Linked DNA regions of Rattus norvegicus: region 1 is linked to region 2. The links are chromatin contacts, called in public HiChIP or PLAC-seq maps. All regions are on one chromosome and are shown on one strand. Each heading gives the region's core, a stretch centred on a gene start, on an enhancer-like site or on the middle of the called end of the contact. The rest is flanking DNA. Distances are from core to core; before and after follow the strand shown.

The links. HiChIP or PLAC-seq counts read pairs in DNA pulled down with a chosen protein or histone mark.
Region 1: a contact with region 2 is called in an H3K27ac HiChIP or PLAC-seq map of oligodendrocytes, with 8 times the contacts expected there. The contact joins two enhancer-like sites. A contact is called at or near these places in 2 of 12 Hi-C or Micro-C datasets (Schwann cells and liver) and 1 of 1 datasets of contacts at active chromatin or transcription factors (oligodendrocytes).

What each region holds. Positions count from the first base shown.
Region 1 is chr17:30,812,557-30,815,256 of GRCr8, reverse strand. The region is part of intron 3 of Slc22a23 (solute carrier family 22, member 23); the gene reads right to left. Among named protein-coding and RNA genes, the nearest start is that of Slc22a23, 64 kb to the right of the region's middle. Within about 2 kb of position 1,391, at least 42 of the 93 cell types and tissues checked have an H3K27ac peak or open chromatin away from gene starts, as enhancers often do. A contact at or near this core is called in Schwann cells, where this site is marked.
Region 2 is chr17:30,491,587-30,494,357 of GRCr8, reverse strand. The region is part of intron 1 of Pxdc1 (PX domain containing 1); the gene reads right to left. Among named protein-coding and RNA genes, the nearest start is that of Pxdc1, 11 kb to the right of the region's middle. Within about 2 kb of position 1,512, at least 12 of the 93 cell types and tissues checked have an H3K27ac peak or open chromatin away from gene starts, as enhancers often do. A contact at or near this core is called in Schwann cells, where this site is marked.

The DNA.
Region 1 (2,700 bases), core at 142-2,641, 320 kb before region 2:
CTGTGAGAGGATAAGTATGTGGTGTGGTAAGGAGGGGGACATCTGCCTAGCCAGCTGGATCAGCCAAACCAACTCTGACAGCCAGGGAGGTGACATACGTGACAGCTAGACTGCTCTCAAGAAGCACAGGCTGACCTCAAACTCAGCTGTGTGACTAAGGATGACCTTGAACTCTTACTTCTCCTGTCTCAACTTTTTAAATGCTGGGATGACAGGTATGTGCCAGCACCGCCAGGGCTGCAATTGGCAAGGATTCTTTTGATGGGGGCATCATCCACCCACTCAGTCAGCATGAAGGGCCTCCAGGCACTGCTGAGTTCAAGACAACCCAATTCCACATGTGGGCAACAATGGCTGGAAACAAGGCTCCAGGCCAGAATCACACACAGGATTTCCTCATCACAGCAATTCTTGTGGACTATCACAGATGAGCAGAAGGACGAAACTGTGTCTGTGAACTCACTATTTTACACAGTGGATTAAACTAGAACTCAAAGATAGTCTCTAAAGAATATAGTGATTCTAAATGCCTCCCGATCCATAGGGGCTAGCATTTCTATATCTGAGCCGCATTTAAGAAATGAGAAGCAGGAACTGAGGTAGATGCTTGCACAGCTGCATCCACAGCAGCATCCGTCACTAATCTGTGGACAAAGCCCAAGAGTGAGAGGGTAAAGAAAGTGTGGCATTTCCGTTCAGTGAGTGTGACTCAGCCAGTGATAATCCTTGGAGACATTATACTAAGCAACAACAGCCACTCAGGAACACTGCTTGATTCTACTTCTATTCTGATTTATAGAAACAGAAAGCCAGGGACACATGTGGTGGAGCGCGCCTTTAATCAGGAGGCAGAGGCAGGCAGATCTCTGAGTTGGAGGTCAGCCTGGTCTACAGAGCAAGTTCCAGGACAGCCAGGTCACACAGAAAAACCCTGTCTCGAAAAACAAAAACAAAAAAGAAAAGCAAACAAACAAACCAAACCAAAACACGAAACAAAGCCAGAAATTAAAATGTTAACTTCAGGAGCTGTAGCAGGACTTGAGGGGCCATCATGTAAAGGGTACAGTTTCGTTTTGCAGGATGAGGAGCTCTGGGGACAGATGGATGTGGTGACCACACACCTCTGTGCCTCTGTGAATGAACTTCATGCAGCTAATGCTTTGTCTACTTCTCACAATATATATACAACAGGAAGTTCCAGGATACAGAACCCTTAACTGAACCATACACCAGGCTAGCCCTGCCCCCACTATTGGGCATTACCCTGGCAGTATAACCTGCAGGTCAGTCTCCTGAAGCCTTTGAGGCCACAGTCTCTCAGAGGCTGCCATCCGTGTCCACGGAGTGATGTGGCCAACACATGGGCCTGCAGCTGGCCTGTGTAGACAACAAGAGCTTCCTGTCTTCAATGCAAACAGCATTCCTCAGAGTGCATTCTGTTGCCAGGACAAGGCATGCACCCGTGCTGGAATGCTCCTTGTTTTCAGCACATCTTCTCACAAAGAACATCCACAGAATCTTCCACTCAGCTGCCAAGATGTGCAACACGTGGGAAACTGACAATGAGACACGTCACTCCAAACGATCCTGTGCGCGAATTCCCCATTAAAACTCATCTTTGCTAGTCCACCCAGGAGACTACACTGGCTTTAAGAAGATCACGTTTCCATACTCCTCCCAGGGCTTCCATTACCTGGCAAGGCAGAGTTAATAAATGACCCAACTCCTTTCTATCCCATGTTCCATGGAAGACCCTTGGCTTGCCCAGCAAATCATTAGGAGTTTAGAAACACAAGGGAGGAAAAGGGGGGAGGCAGGGAGGGTGGGAGGGAAGAGAGGAGGTCCGTAGGTACTGATAGTCCACGCAGGCACTGAAGGAAGGCAGACAAGCCTCAGCATTGAAAGAGGGAAGGACAAAGAAAGCCTTACTGTTTCACACATTTTATATATGGAGCCAACAGTCAGGGATTCAGTCAAGTGGGCACCAGTAACTCATTTCTTCTTTGTCACTTCAACAACTTCCCTTGTTTGTGGCGTGGGGGAGGAACTCCCTGTATAAAGCAGCCAGCAGGAGGCTCCTACTTGGTCTAAGGCAGCCTTGTCTTTAGTGCTGCAGAGGCTGGCACTGCCTGGTCACAGCCATCTCACAGCCTGGGGGCTCTGAGCCACCGTTCAGCAGCAACAGTAAGCACTGTTGGGGACAGTCTGCAGGCCAAATAGCCCCTCTAACCACCCTTTTGCTTCACTGATAAAGAAGTGAGTACTAGACAGCCTGTGACTTGTGCCAGTAGAAGAGGCAGCAATGAGACCTGATCTCTGACCCTAGGTAACCTTCTCACATCCAGGGCAGCATCTGGGCACCTGACGGGTGTCAATGCTCATCTCCTCACCTCTGATCATTACAAGCAGTCATTAGGAACAAAGTTGGGTACCCCATGGGTGTCAGGGCTTAGACTTCCTCTGGTATAGCACTTAAGTCACCCAACTCACTAGGTACAGTGGCACATGCCTTTAATCCCAACATTTGAGAGGCGAAGGCAGGCAAATCTTGGTGAATTCAAAGTCAGCCAGGTCTGCTTAAAGAGTATCAAAGCCAGCCAAGGTTACATAGTGAGACCCTACCTCAAACAGTCAAACAAACAAGCAAACTCACAGCTCTTCTCTAACCTTAGGCAGTTTTTTGCCAACCTTAGTTTTCCA
Region 2 (2,771 bases), core at 263-2,762:
GTAGGGGGGAGAGATTGAGAGTCAGAGACAGAGACAGAGACAGAGACAGACATGGCAGGGTGGCATTTTGGACATATGTGACATATATGACACATTGGTCTTATAAGAGATATCACCTAGTAACAGCATAGCTGGCTCGGTTTGTGTAAATCCACTCCTGATAGTCACACAGTGACAGAATTCTCTCAAAGACACCTTTCTCAGCATCACTATCATTAAGAGGGTGTGGCTGTGTGTGTACAGAAGGATGCAGGTTCTATGCTTACAGTAGATTGCTTTGAACATGCTTCCTTGCTACAGAGTAGTCTACAGAGGACTGAGCCTAGTGAGGACTCCTTGGGACTATTGTAAAGAGAAATAAATGCACCCCTCCCCAAATAAACCACATAACAGTCCCTTGGGAGCTGCTCTCATCAAAGAGGCAAAGCTACCCTCTGGTTTCTGAGAGCTACAATCCTCATTCTGGGCCCGTCACACCGACACAACAACTACGCTTATTCTCTGAAAGAATGACTCGTAGGAGACCACCGTCTTGAGCATCCAGTGCATGGCCAGCCCACACCACTGTACTGAGTAGAAGCATCCAATTCTGAATTCTCAAACGACGAGCTTTGATTCTTGCTCATTAGATGAATCTTTCATATGGATCTTTCACAGTGGTGAAAGACCTCTTGGTTGGGTTCACAGGCTCCAACAGGGAGGGAAACACACACGGCTTCACACCAGTGTGCTGGTTGGAAGGAGAACATCCCCAAATAGGCTTGGATGGTTGAACAGTTGGTGACGTTGTTTGTGGAGGTTTAAGAGGTGTGGCTTTATTGGAGGAAGTGTGTTACAAGAGGCAGTCTTTAAGAGTTTAAAAACCTGGGGTTGGGGATTTAGCTCAGCGGTAGAGCGCTTGCCTAGCAAGCGCAAGGCCCTGGGTTCGGTCCCCAGCTCCGAAAAAAAAAAAAAAAAAAAAACTACCAAGAGTTTAAAAACCTACATTGTTTCCAGTTCTCAGTCTTCTTGCTTATGGCGCAAAATGTGAGCTCTGGGCTCCCTGCTCCTGCTGCATGCCCACTGCTTGCTGACATGCTATCCCATCGGGAACTTTAAGGCTACATAAGCTCTTCCTTTCATGCGTTGCCTCGGTCACTGTTTTATCACAGCAATAGGAAGGCATTAACAACAATCAGTCTTTCAAGCCGGCCAGATTTCACAACTGAGTGAACTGTGAATTTCAGATAAGCCGGGAGGAACACAATAGTAACAGCTTGTCTACTGAAAATACATTTGCTGTTTGTCTCATGCTCAACATGAACTTCATGCCCTGTGCTCTGTTTCTGCTGTGTTCCGTTTCCCAGGATGCAGTAGAGAAAAGCAAGGGTGTCCTTCGGGCCTCTGGAAACAGCATCAGAATGCTGGCTCTGTTGGATGTGATCCCAGAATACCTTACTGGTTCCATGCCATTTCTCACAGCTCTGGGAAAGCACTGAGAAAACAGATCCTGCTGGCCAACAGGTCTCCCATGCCCACAGTGCAGCCTGTGTCTGGCACAGGCGGCCAGGAGAGCACTATCCGGGACACAGGGGCATTCAGACTACAAGTCTGATTTGGTTTGATTGCATCTGCTTCCTTAGACCAGTCTTTGTGCTTCTGAATGAAAGCCAAGTGGTGTTCTTTGGAAAAGCAAGTGTGTTTGAGACCTGAAACGGGAAGCATCTGAATTGGGAAGGAAGCCTGTGGGACCCTCACATGTGAGCAAAGAGGCAGCAGGTGATTCTCTCAAGCTGTGAGACAGGTGCTTTCGGCCATTACTTCTGCGTGCCGGCTCTCTGGTGACAATCAAGCTGACTGTCTAGGTCAGTTTTCTTAAGGAGCCACATCCTGTCTCCAAGAACCTCTCTCGCTGAGTGACAAAGAGCACTTGTGCCTTCCCCAGGTGGTACAGCAGCTTTGCGAAACGGTGGATTTCTCTGACATTTTCCTAACAGCACTACAACCTGATGACCATCGCTGTAGTTACAGCTCCTGGGCTAAGGAGCGAGCCTCAAGAAGCAGGAAAAGCCAGCATCCAGCATCCCTGATCTTAATCTCTATCAACCTCCAGGCCAACAAGGCACAGATGAGTCCACCAGTCCACCTGGCTTCTGACAGCCCCAAACCCCAAAGCTCACAGGGCCATTTCCTTGGGGTCCTGGACATCACTTCCCTTCAATCAATTATAAAATGTTTTCTATCAAAAAGTATCTTGACATGAAATGAACACATCCATGAGTGCGTACACACACACACACACACACACACACACACACACACACACACACACACACATACCTACCTCCCACTATTCCAGGACTACAATGCAGAAAATGAAATAAATTTTCCTCTGGAAACTTCTGATTGTTTCACACCCCTGGGGTTTCTTAGTTTCACAGCTGGTGGGATCCCCAAATTTCCGATGTCACTATACTACTGATAATCAGGCTTTCCAAGCACCAGCTGTGAAAGGCAGAGCTCTGAGGGCAGTCCACATATGGGTCTGCTTTAATTTTTCAGGAACAGGTGACAGGAGCCATAGGTTCAAGCAGGAGGGCTACTAGCACAGTGCCCTACTTGTTCACATTCACACCCTTTCCTATTGCACCTGCTAAATTTTCCCTTGGGACTCAAGTCATTTAGCTCTTAAAGGCTTGAACCAGCTTTTCCAAATATCACTTGCCTATCATAAACCACAATTTTCAACTTTATTTTTTAATGTATTTAAATACAATAACCTTAGAGTACCC